Regions from separate parts of the Pan troglodytes genome. Here all the other regions are linked to region 1. Evidence: chromatin contacts called from public Hi-C and HiChIP or PLAC-seq data. All regions are on one chromosome and are shown on one strand. The core of a region is the stretch at or near the end of the contact, and the rest is flanking DNA. Distances in the headings are between cores, read along the strand shown.

What was found. A called contact is a pair of places that touch in the nucleus more often than the background predicts. HiChIP or PLAC-seq counts read pairs in DNA pulled down with a chosen protein or histone mark.
Region 2: a contact with region 1 is called in a Hi-C map of induced pluripotent stem cells, with 2.0 times the contacts expected there. The contact joins the enhancer-like site here to the promoter of CSNK1A1 in region 1. A contact is called at or near these places in 2 of 7 Hi-C or Micro-C datasets (induced pluripotent stem cells and stem cell-derived neural progenitor cells) and 1 of 1 datasets of contacts at active chromatin or transcription factors (stem cell-derived excitatory neurons).
Region 3: an H3K4me3 HiChIP or PLAC-seq map of stem cell-derived excitatory neurons shows a contact between it and region 1, with 3 times the contacts expected there. The contact joins the promoter of IL17B here to the promoter of CSNK1A1 in region 1. A contact is called at or near these places in 1 of 7 Hi-C or Micro-C datasets (induced pluripotent stem cells), 1 of 1 datasets of contacts at active chromatin or transcription factors (stem cell-derived excitatory neurons) and 1 of 1 other capture datasets (stem cell-derived neural stem cells).

The regions. Positions count from the first base shown.
Region 1 is chr4:147,278,827-147,282,742 of NHGRI_mPanTro3-v2.0_pri, reverse strand. It overlaps CSNK1A1 (casein kinase 1 alpha 1), which reads left to right and starts at 2,271. Exons shown (of 10, transcript XM_001164031.7): 1 at 2,271-3,516. The coding sequence starts at 3,394. ARHGEF37 (Rho guanine nucleotide exchange factor 37) reads right to left here and starts at 3,271. Exons shown (of 13, transcript XM_016954019.3): 1 at 2,234-3,271. The coding sequence starts at 2,255.
Region 2 is chr4:147,049,031-147,052,946 of NHGRI_mPanTro3-v2.0_pri, reverse strand. It overlaps AFAP1L1 (actin filament associated protein 1 like 1), which reads right to left. Exons shown (of 19, transcript XM_518027.6): 13 at 3,575-3,720; 14 at 2,839-2,911; 15 at 615-726. Among named protein-coding and RNA genes, the nearest start is that of GRPEL2, 22 kb to the left of the region's middle. Within about 2 kb of position 2,281, at least 13 of the 24 cell types and tissues checked have an H3K27ac peak or open chromatin away from gene starts, as enhancers often do. A contact at or near this core is called in induced pluripotent stem cells and stem cell-derived neural progenitor cells, where this site is marked.
Region 3 is chr4:147,150,631-147,154,546 of NHGRI_mPanTro3-v2.0_pri, reverse strand. IL17B (interleukin 17B) reads left to right here and starts at 2,264. Exons shown (of 4, transcript XM_016954018.3): 1 at 2,264-2,565. It overlaps LOC462181 (a long non-coding RNA gene), which reads right to left. Exons shown (of 3, transcript XR_001717986.2): 3 at 1-1,797.

The DNA.
Region 1 (3,916 bases), core at 1,022-3,521:
CCTGTCATTCATTCATTCATTCATTCTTTCATTTATTGAGACAAGGTCTCGCTCTGTTGCTCAGGCTGGAATGCTGTGGTTTGATCATAGCTCACAGCAGCCTGGAACTCCTGGAGTCAAGTGATCCTCCTGCCTTGGCCTCCCAAAGTGTTGGGATTACATGCATGAGCCACCATACGCAGCTTTCAACTTTTTTTTGAGACAAAGTCTCACTCTCTTGCCCAGGCCAGAGTGCAGTGGCACAATCTCGGCTCACTGCAATCTCTACCTCCCCAGTTCAAGCGATTCTCGTGCCTCAGCCTCCCAAGTAGCTGGGATTACAGGCATGCGCCACCACGCCCGGCTAATTTTTGTGTTTTTAGTAGAGACAGGGTTTCACCATGTTGGCCAGGATGGTCTCGAACTCCTGACCTCAGGTGATTGCCCTTCCTTGGCCTCCCAAAGTGCTAGGATTACAGGTGTGAGCCACCGCACCCAGGCTCAACTTTTAACCGAGCAAGAATATTTTAAAAACCAAAACCATCTACCATCGGCACCTTTTTATAAAAGAGCATTTTAATGACACATATGTGAAAAGACTAAATCTCAGAATGAAATATAATGTGAAATCAGATAAATAAATGAAAGATGTATTGCTTACTTTTCTCACATCCTCATGGCAAACTTTGTTAGCGACTTGCACCTGTCCATACACAGATCTTTGGGAATCACTAATTTAGACCACTTCATGCCCACCCTTACCCTGCCCCCGGCTTCATTGAGCATTTTTATCACAATACCAAAATATCCGTCTAAATGTATACCTCATCCCCTTATGGAGAACTCCTCAAGCTGAGGAATCCATTAAACTTTGGATGTGTGTGAGAAAATTAGCAGAAAAGGAGTGATCTCTGGAAAACTCAAGATGCTTAAACTTGGCTTTTTTTTTTTTAAGACCAGAATTGATTAATTAATTAATTTTTTAGATGGAGTGGAGTCTCGCTCTGTCTCCAGGCTGAAGTGCAGTGGCACGATCTCGGCTCGCTGCAACCTCTGCCTCCCAGGTTCAAGCGATTCTCCTGCCTCAGCCTCCCGAGTAGCTGGAGCTACAAGGCACATGCTACCATGCCCAGCTAAGTTTTGTATTTTTAGTAGAGACGGGGTTTCACCATGTTGGCCAGAATGGTCTCGAACTCCCGACCTCAGGTGATCCAGCCGCCTCGGCCTCCCAAAGTGCTGGGATTACAGGTGTGAGCCACCATGCCCGGCTGCATTTTATATCAGAATTTAACAGCAGATTTTAACTTAGTCAAAACATGCTTTAGAGTCACCAAAGGAGAATGATGCCTAACAGTGCTGATTTGGGAGTTGGGCACCCTGGGTGTTGGTTGGGCTTTAAAAACTTCATGCTAAACTTCAGGGGAAGTCTCCTCCCCTCTCTCTTCAGTTGTCTTCCGAGATGAACCCTATTACTAATTACTTGACCACCTTTCAAAGTTGCAGTTAAAATTCTTCACATTTTTCTCCCATTTCTATTTAATTAATTATTATTTTTTGAGACAGGGTCTCTCTGTTGCCCAGGCTGGAGTACAGTGGCGTGATCTAGTCTCACCGCAACCTCCGCCTCCCGAGGGTTCAAGCGATTCTCAGCCTCCCGAATAGCTGGGGTTACAAGTGTGCGCCATCACACCCGGCTAATTTTTGTATTTTTAGTAGATACGGGGTTTCATCATGTTGGCCAGGCTGGTCTCGAACAACTGACCTCAAGTGATCTGCCCGCTCCGGCCTCCCGAAGTGCTGGGATTACAGGCGTGAGCCACTGCGCCCGGCCCCCATTTCTATTTTAATTAAATTTTATTTAGGATAGGCTTAGCTTAAATTTTTACGACTGAGGTCTGACTTAAGATGATAGCATAAACCATGGAGTTTTCTTTCGTGAACATTATTATTACTAAGCCCAATTTTCCCAGGTCAAATTTTGTAAAACAAAACGTGGTCAAAATTTGATTCTCTGATCGATTTTTAGTAAAAAAGAAAAAAATTACCGTGTAGTTTTAAATGTTGTCAATTAAATTTTGTAATAGTTACCTCTACTCTGTTCAGGTTAATACTGAGGTTTTCAACATGACCAACATACGATTCTTTTTTTTTTTTTTTTTGGTGGGGTTGAGGGGACATAACTGTTTTTTCACTCTTGTTAAATTAATTTTCTGTTGATTCCATCTATCCTTAATCTTCATTATGAGCAACATACCAGGTTTTCTTCTGAAGATCATATGTGGTAGTGAGGCAATAATGCAAAGACATAGGATGGCAGGGGGATTCCGGCTTCTTTCTTTCTTCCCCTCCTGTGGAAAGAGGGTCTATAACACTCCGTAGTAGATAAGACAATTCTAATTATGAAGGGTAATTAGCTAGGCTCTGCTACAACCGAGAGCCCTGAGAGATTCCTCGACGCTGGCTGCTTTTCTCTTCCTCTCCACCAGAGGCGACAGCCTCTTTCCAAACAGAAACTGGGTTGGAATAGGCCGGTCCGGGGGAACGGCCAGAAGAAAGATCAAAGGTTAAAAACCGCCTCAAAGAGCACAGGTCAATACCCAACTCCTAAGGAGGCCGTAAGCTTTCATCTGCCACGAAACATGAAGGTGACTCCTCCCAATATCAAGGCCGGGGGGCCACTCAGCCTTCCAGAGACCCAGCGGGTCCGAGGCGAGTAACAGGTAACACCTGCTGAGCCGCCGCCGACCGGAAGTGGAAGAGAGCCCTGGACGGGGGTGAGGACAGGCCGCGGCACGCCTGCGCAGTCAGCAGGAGTTGCAGCGCTCATGCGCAGCTGGGCGGGGACAGGGTGACGCTCGGAGCGTGGGCCGCGACTCTCACGGATCCGGTTCCGCCCTCTCGCTGCCGATCCTTCGGAGCGAGCGCCCGAGATCCCTTTCCCAGAGTGCTCTGCGCCGTGAAGAAGCGGCTCCTGGGGACTGGGGGCATTTTGTGTTGGCTGGAGCTGGAGTAACAAGATGGCGTCGTCCGCGGAGTGACAGGGGTCCCTCTGGGCCGGAGCCGGCGGCAGTGGTGGTAGCGGTATCGCCGCCCTAGCTCACCGCGCCCCTTTTCCAGCCCGCGACGTCGCCGCGCAAGCGAGGCAGCGGCGGCCGCCGAGAAACAAGTGGCCCAGCCTGGTAACCGCCGAGAAGCCCTTCACAAACTGCGGCCTGGCAAAAAGAAACCTGACTGAGCGGCGGTGATCAGGCTCCCCTCTGCTGATTCTGGGCCCCGAACCCCGGTAAAGGCCTCCGTGTTCCGTTTCCTGCCGCCCTCCTCCGTAGCCTTGCCTAGTGTAGGAGCCCCAGAGGCCTCCGTCCTCTTCCCAGAGGTGTCGGGGCTTGGCCCCAGCCTCCATCTTCGTCTCTCAGGATGGCGAGTAGCAGCGGCTCCAAGGCTGAATTCATTGTCGGAGGGAAATATAAACTGGTACGGAAGATCGGGTCTGGCTCCTTCGGGGACATCTATTTGGCGATCAACATCACCAACGGCGAGGTAATCATCTGGGGTGGGGTTCACGATAACGCTGCGCTTTTCCTCATTCCCCCCCCACCACCGCGCACCCCCAAAGTGCTCGGGCCTCTCCTCATCGCACGCACTCGCCAGGGAGTCCAGGGAGCTAGTTTTCCTGGCTTACGAACCTCGCCCGCTGTCTCCCTAAAAGGGTCAAGAACCCGATAGAAAGGTTGGGGGAACTAGTTTCCCAGCTTGTTAAACACGTCCCATAAATGTCCCTTAGTCGAGCTTTTTTTTTTTTTTTAACCGTCTTTTAAGGTGGAAACGGCAAAATCCTCTTTCAGTGATTCCCATGTTTTTTTTTTTTTATTCTTCTACTGGGCCTCTTGTTCCAATTAGAACAGTTTCCGATCGCCTAGTTCCTTAAAAACCTCTCACT
Region 2 (3,916 bases), core at 1,032-3,531, 230 kb after region 1:
GGGGGGTGCTAGGCAGAGCTAGAGTGGGACACCAAGGTGAGCTTTGGCTTTTATGGCAGCTGGCTCCAGGCTATTTGGATGGGTTCAGTTCTCCACTTACTACCCTAGCTCAGAAATCACAAATTGTTAGCCTCTGAAACAGATACAGCTTGTCAACAATCTCTCTCTCTCTATTTGGCCTCATTTGGTGCTAAATTAAAAAAAAATAGTTGCTGATATTAAAAAATAAGTAGACTTCACCTAAATTCTAGATTTCTGGCCTCTTTTAAGTAATTGGCAAATCTGGTGTTAGGGGCCTGGTACTGCTGCATAGGGATCATCTGCTGGAGCTGAGCAGCAGCCTCCCCTATAGTTGGGACCTGAGAAAACTGGGTACCGGTTTCCTACAGTACCTCCCCACCCCCCAACTCCCTGTCATTTTCCCTCTGAGGCCACATGCTAGCTGGCCTTTATCATTGTGCTTGCTCTGTGATTTTTCTTACGGTAGAGTATTTTCTTGCATCTCACTTTGCTCATTTATTTACCCACCAGGGAAACTGATTTTGAGATCCCTCCTATAGACTGCTTCCTTTCCTTCCTCCCTAGTCAGCAGGGGAGGCCCACACACAACTCACTGGAGGCGTGGCGTTTGACTTTGACCTGCGGGTCCACACGATGGGACTTCTCACTGCAGGAGGAGGCGTGACGCTTCACCTGGGCCCCTGTGGGGCGCTCGGGCTCCTCGTCCTGGTGGGAGATGGAGGAAGACAGTCAAGTTCAGGCAGGCGCAGACTCATCAATGCAGGGTGTATTGCGGTCTTTGCTCAGTATGGAGTCTTCTTGCTCTGAGATCTTGGTCTTACATTTTTAGACTTGCATAGCACTCAAAAATCATAAAGCACTTTTGCTAGCAGTATATCATTTGAACCTCATACCTTTCTGCTGGGGGGCAGCAGAAGGTAACCCTAAACTGCAGCACCTGCTGAGAGGAAAATTAGAAAATCTCAAAAGACTGTGGGTGGCTATATTTGATTTATCATAGATACTTTTGTCTTTAGAACATTTGGAAGTATCCTGATTTTCTGAATTGCCTCAAAAAGAAAACAGTCTTCCCTCAAGAAGAAAAGTCCTGGATGAGAGGAGCCAGTGATAGAAGTGACATAACTTAATAGATTAACTATACATTTGTGCATGAAGAATATTAAGAATACTAAAAATCCAGTGAAAGCTTAGGAAACCATGAGTTAAATATGATAATAATGTAATATAATAATGATGTTGTCAACAACAGTACTATCTACTTCTCTGTATAGGACCTTCCAATGTCTAGGCACTGTCCTAATTTCTTTTTTTGAGTGCAGTGGTGTGATCATGGCTCACTGCAGCCTCAACCTCCTGGACTCAAGTGATCCTCCCACCTCAGCCTCCCGAGTTGTTGGGACAACATATGTGCAGCACCATGCCCAGCTAGTTTTTGTAGAGACAGGGTTTTGCCATGTTGGCCAGGCTGGTCTCAAACTCCTGGGCTTAAGTGATCCACCCACCTCAGCTTCCTATAAGTGCTAGGATTATAGGTATGAGCCACTGTGCCCAGCCTAAACGTTTTTTTTGTTTTGTTTTTTTTTGAGACAGAGTCTCGCTCTGTTGCCCAGGCTGTAGTTCAGTGGCATAATCTTGGCTCACTTCCACCTCCTGGGTTCAAGCGATCCTCCTGCCTCAGCCTCTCGAGTAGCTGGGACCATAGGCATCTGCCACTGTGCCTGGCTAATTTTTGTAGTTTTTAAGTAGAGACGAGGTTTCACCATGCTGGCCAGGCTGGACTCGAGCTCCTGGCCTCAAGTGATCCACCCACCTCAGCCTCCCAAAGTACTGGGATTACAGGCATGAGCCACGGCACCCAGACCCCGCCTAAACTTTTTTACATAAAGTATTATTTAATTCTTGCAGTTATCCAAGAAGGTAGGTTTTATCATATCCTTTTGGAGTCATGAAGTGAAGCCCAGCAGCCCTGAGTCTGACTCAAACTTCACATCCTTAAGTGCTAAGCTGTCTTGCCACTAAACTCTGCAACTGAGAAAAACCTCAAGCTGCATCCACAGGTTTATCTGAGTCTGAAGAAAGACCATATGAACAGAAGGATGACTGGACAAATTTCTAGAAAAGAGAGTCCTAGAGGTGAAAACTCAGTGTGTCATGCAGCACTGTCTAAGACAGAGGTCCTGTCTGCAGACACATCTGTTGTCCTCGGCAGCTTAACTGCCTCTCTCTCCTGCTAACTGTGAGGCCTGACCCACCCACCAGCGTCTGATTGGAATGTGGCTCTCCTCTTGCTTTCTGAGGGAGGAGACAGCACAGGGCATGCTGCCAGGAGCATTCCAGGTCATGTGATGGCTACACAGGCCTCACTGTAAATTAGTAAGCTGGTATCTCCCTGGCTTAGCAAGCAAAACATGGAGACTGGCCTGGGAGCTGAAGCTCCCAGATCACGAAGTCACCAGGTGAAGGCTTGCGGGGTGGTCCCAGAGTCAGCACCTGCCCCAGACACCACGGAATCAGCAGGATAAGTTCACAGAGTGGTAAACAGGAGGAGGGCCCCAGCAACTTGCTCAAACTGGAGACGATGCCTCACCTTTTGGTAGTGTTTGGGAGTCTGCACAGCCCTTTCTTCCTCCCAACCTGGGTCCTGTGCCAGGGATTCCTCATCCTGAGCCATGCTCTATGATAAGAAGGGGCTCCCCTTCTAGCTACTGCTGCTTAAATGAAAATGATCTTTCTGAGGCAGAAGGTAAAGGGAGCAGAAAGAGGGAGAGCTAATAAGTGGCCCTTGCCACGTTCCTGGGCAGCCCCAAGGGACTGTACCTGCATCTTTTCATAAGGAACATCATCATAGACTCGGGGCTCAGGCCACTGATTCTGGCAGGATCTTGCATATCTAGAAAATAAAAGGTACGATGACAATGACAATGACAATGATGCTTTGCAGCTTACAGTGCTTTCGTGTCCTCACTCTCATTGATTCTGGCAGAAACTCTTAAGGCAGATCAGAAGATTGGTAAAAGCAAGATGGCAGACAGCATTGTGTCATGGGCTGTGTTAGGGCGTCACAGACAGGACCAATGTGATTCTCATAACAACCCGCAAGGCAGGTAATTCATCACCACCATTCTATGAGTCAGAAAACAGAGATCCGAGATGGCAAGCAACCAGTGCAAGCTTCCACTGCTGGTGGTGACTGAGCTGGGACTCGAACTTGGCTCTTCTAGTACCGAATGCCATATACTAGCCACGTGCCCATGCTCCAGTGTGTGAAAGCTTAAAGTCCCATGACATGAGGGCAGAGCCCAGGCCACTACTCCAAGGCTTCTCTACTTTTGCTCCTTCCATCCACAGCTTGCCTCTGACTCTGGGCTACCTCCTTCAGCCAGCTCCCCACTCTTTGCTGGAAGAGGAAGACACTCATTCCAGCTTACCAAGGAAGCAGAGCTTTCCTTAGCTCCTCCCTTCCCTCCTAGTGCCCAGGGCTGGACTCAGCCTCTGAGAGGGATGGAGACAGGAAAGGTCCTGGGCAGGTGTGGCCAGTGCAGCTGACACTTACAGGAAGGAGTTGCGCCCAGCACTGACGATGCTGGTTAAGGTCTCCACATCCACGTAGTCATAGTGCAGCGCCTCCGGAGTGACTCTGGAGCCCATCTCCACCAGCAGCAGCCCGAGCCAGCGACCCATGTCCTCTGAACAGCTTGCCTGAAGGACAGGAGGCAAAGGTGGAGTTCATTTTCCTACTGTCAGGGCTCCTGGAGACCTGTTGACTTCAGCCAAACCCAGAAATATTTGTAAGTACTGACTACGTACCCGATACTCAGGGGTCAAAGAGGAATAAGATTATAGCACACATCCAGAAATCCAAGAGGCTCCCTTCTTCCATCTATTCAGGTTTCCA
Region 3 (3,916 bases), core at 1,015-3,514, 130 kb after region 1:
GAGACAGGACACAACAGAATGGAAAGCAAATTGACAGGGAGCATTCTGTTGTGGAATGGATCAGTTGCTCCCTGTGAATTTGCTTTCAGTCCTATTTACCGTGGGGTACAAAGCCTCAGTTTGCTGCTATCATGTCTTTGACACCTTTCTAACTCTCACTTATTGCCCAGGCTTCAGGCCCAGGGCCTTGCAAGCCACACTATCAGGTTAAAGCATAATAACATTGTTTCATTTTTACTGTATTTATGGTTACCTTTATTTCCTAATTAGGCACAGTGTTAGAGTTTGCTATTTACAGTAGCTATTTCTATGTGTAATAAAAAGGACTCATCTTACATTTTAAAATATTATAATCATTTGCAGACATGGAAGAAATAAAATAGGGGGCATCTGAATGACTGAGTTTGGAAAACAGAGTCCGATACCATTTAATCATCAGAATGGCTGGTGCCGCTGGCAAGGGAATGTTATTGCTCCTACATGGAGGACCAGGAAGGGGATTGTTCCAGGGTCACAGGGCCTGAGCTTGGACCAGAGGAGTTGAAGACCATTTCCACCAAGGCCATTTCCATTCCAAGATGTAGGCTAAGATTATTGCAGCAAAGATAGCATCTCCCCTGGGTTTAGAAACGAGAACTAGATGGGAGGTAGTCCCATGCTTCTGAAGGAGAAACTGATGCAGGGAGAAGGGCTGAGGCACAGCCTCTGACCAGGGGAAGGTGTTTGCCTCCATCTCCTCTGTGGCCCTTGAATCTGCTTGCCCCTTGCTGTTGGTGCCTCGTTCTGTTCCTTTGTGTCTGGAATAATCATCGTGATAATGAATGTAATAAGCACAGTCATTTGTGGAATTTTATAGTCCTGGATATTGAATGTTTTCTTTGTGCAAGTCCCTGTGCATTCACAAAGCTCCATGGGAAGGGAATTTTCCAAGGGTACAGAGCTGAGAACTGAGCTGGGGTTCCTAACCCAGGGCCCTCATTTTAACCTCTACGCTGAATGTCTCATGCCCTGTCCAATTGGCCAGGCCTTGGTTTGGGGGCAGGGTCTAATCATTTCACCTGTCCCTTCAGCGCACTGCCTCTTCTATGTGCCAAGGGGAAGTGGGACTGAGAGCCACGCCGTCCTTGACCTGGAGGACCTCGGTCAGATTGAGTAGAAGGAAATTCCCCTCACAAGGTGAATAGGGGGCAGACTCAAGTGGGATGAGGAGAGAGAGAGAGAGAGCCCAAGAAAGGACAGCCAAGCACACCTGGAGGACGAAAAGGTTCCCACCCCTGGGGAAGCTGAGAAGGCTTCCTGGAGGAGGAGTCAGTGCAGCTGGGCTATGAGGAGGGGCAGAGGGGCCGGGAGGGAGGTGCTTCCCCTGGCTCCAGCAGCTCTTCCCTTGAGTCTTGCATACTTAGCACTTGTCCCAACCCCTGCCTCCTTCACATGAGGGCCTTACTGAGAAGAGGGGTCTATGGCCACCCCCACTGCCCCATTCCACTTACCCCACCAAAGGCTCCCTCCTACTCTGGATCCCCAGTCAGGATGAGAGACACCGCTTGGGGGTCCCAGGTTCCACTTCTTACCAGGCCCTTCTTTCTGTGGCTGCTTCCCCTTCTATGAAAGGCGATGTTGAACCAGGTGGCCTCAGTTTTACCTGGCGGCTCTGGGTGCCGGCTCCCGGCAGTGTGGGGGACAGCTCCTGGGTGGATGGGCTGTTTCTGCCTCTGTGTTCCCCATGTCTTCAGGAAATGTCTCTGGCTGTGGGGGACCTCTGTCTTCTGTCGGGAGGCTTGGAGAGGCGTGGGTGAGCTGGGGAGGAGAAAATAAACAGTGGCTGTCTGGGTTTTCTCGCCAGGCCTGAGCCAGGAGGCCTCCCTGGGCTCCTTCCCTTATATGGCCAGGCTGCTCTGGGCTGGGAGCTTGCTGCAGTGCTCCCCCACCCTCCACCACCACTCAGAGGGCCGGGGGCCACTGCTGGTCACCCCGGACTCTGCTGCTGCAGAAGCCAGAGCAGGGCTGAAGGTGGAGGGCAGGCCCCAGGACGTGTGCCAGGAATCACCTGGACAACCTGGGCAACTGGGGAGGATTTATGTTGAGATAAGGGATGGGGGAGAGGAACACCCAGAGAAAGACGGGACCTACCCCATCCTGACTTAACCCCCAACTCATGGTGTGATCCTAACCAAGCCCTTTCCCTCTCTGGGCTTCTGTTTCTCCCCCTGTCAAATGAGGGTGTGGAAAATAAGAATTAATTCTCACACTCATTCTGTGAGGTGGCAGCTTGTGTAACCTCATTTTGCAGAAGGGAAAACTGGCTTGGAGAGGCTAAGTAATTTGACCACAGCTTTCCAGCTGAAAGGGAGCAAGGCAGGATTTGAACTCGGGGCCTTCCGATGTCAAGGTCTGTGTTCTGAATTGGCTGGTTGTCAAGGCTCCCGTTGCGGGTCACAGTCACTTTCATGTGCCTTATGGAAAAGGGATTCTGTGAAGTTGCAATCCTGGAAGACCAGGGAGGCCCCAGTGCCCAGTGACCCAGCCCGAAGGAGGCTGTTTCGTGAAGGAAGGGGAACAGGGTCTGTAAGTATTCACCCTGGTGTCCCTGGCACATCACACAGGGCGTGGCACAGGCTCAGGGATCAGAAAGGAGTGATGTGGAATCACCAAGAAAGGAAGTTTCGGCAGTCACACCCCTCCCCTCACCCCCAGACACATTCTGAGGATGAAAGAAAACAAGGCATGAGAAAGCACCAAGATGCCACCTTTAAGACAGCATTGTCTGTTCAGAAGCTCTTTCTTCCCTCTGAAGCATGCCCCGAGTCTCATCCCCAGGCCAGTGTCTTCTGAGCTGACTCCCCGCTCAGCCCAGCTGCAGGACTGAAAGATGAGGTGAATCTGCTCAAGGACGGGGCTCTGCTCACAGCCTGCAGCAGTGGCCATGGGAGAGGCTGCCGGAGGGGAGGGTGAAGGGGGAAGTGGGGGTGGGTGTGGGAACAGCTCGGAAATGTGCCTCGCAAAAGCACTAACATCCTGTGCGCTGTTGAGCTAGCCCTGGAACCTCCCTCACCCCATCCATCATTGTGGCATCCTCTCAGACCCCAACCCCCTTCCTGAGGCCCACGGGTGGGGTGAGGGAGCCAAGGACCAACTGTCAGTGTGTCCGAGAGACCACAGCTGGCAGTTCTGCAGGTCTGTTTAGTGTCGGAGCCGGACAGTCGGGGGGAGGAGGCGCCTGCAGCCCTCCTAATCCAATTTGTTTAAACCCAGTCTCTGTGGCTTATTTGCTAGTGACGGAGGACTGGGTGTGCGCTGTGCCGGGGTGCACGTTTGCACACATTTGTGGGGCATGCAGGGGTGAACAGGTGGACCATGTTATGTAAGACAGGCCTGGGCCTTGTCCCACATCCCTGGATGTCAGCTCCTTTCCTGGAACCCTGCCTCCTCCTCCCTTCTCCTCTGCTCACCTCCAAATCTTCCTGCACTTTTTCCATCCACATGAGAACTGGTGCCAGAATTCTCCTTTGCAACTGACTCTACATGCAACTCTGAGTGAATGCTTTCACCTCTCCAGGCCTCAGTTTCTCCACTTATCTTATGGAGCTGGCACCTCACCCTACCTGTTCCACCATGAGCATGAAATTAAAAAATTGGCAAGTGTGGGAATAATGTGATGAATGGTAAAAACTGCTCTGTATTCTTGAGTTTCACTATGTGCCAAGGGCTGTGCCTGGGGACACCAGCCCAACCTCACAAATCCTCTCAAAGCCCTATGAGCTGGCTCTTTATCACTAGGCTCAGAGAGGTTGAGTGACTCGTCCAAGATCACACAGCCCCAGGTCTTCCTGCTTTGGGAGCTCAACCCTGTTTACTCCTTTCTAGGGAAGATTACTATTATTTTCCACATTTCTTTCAAGTCTGTTATTCACCGAAT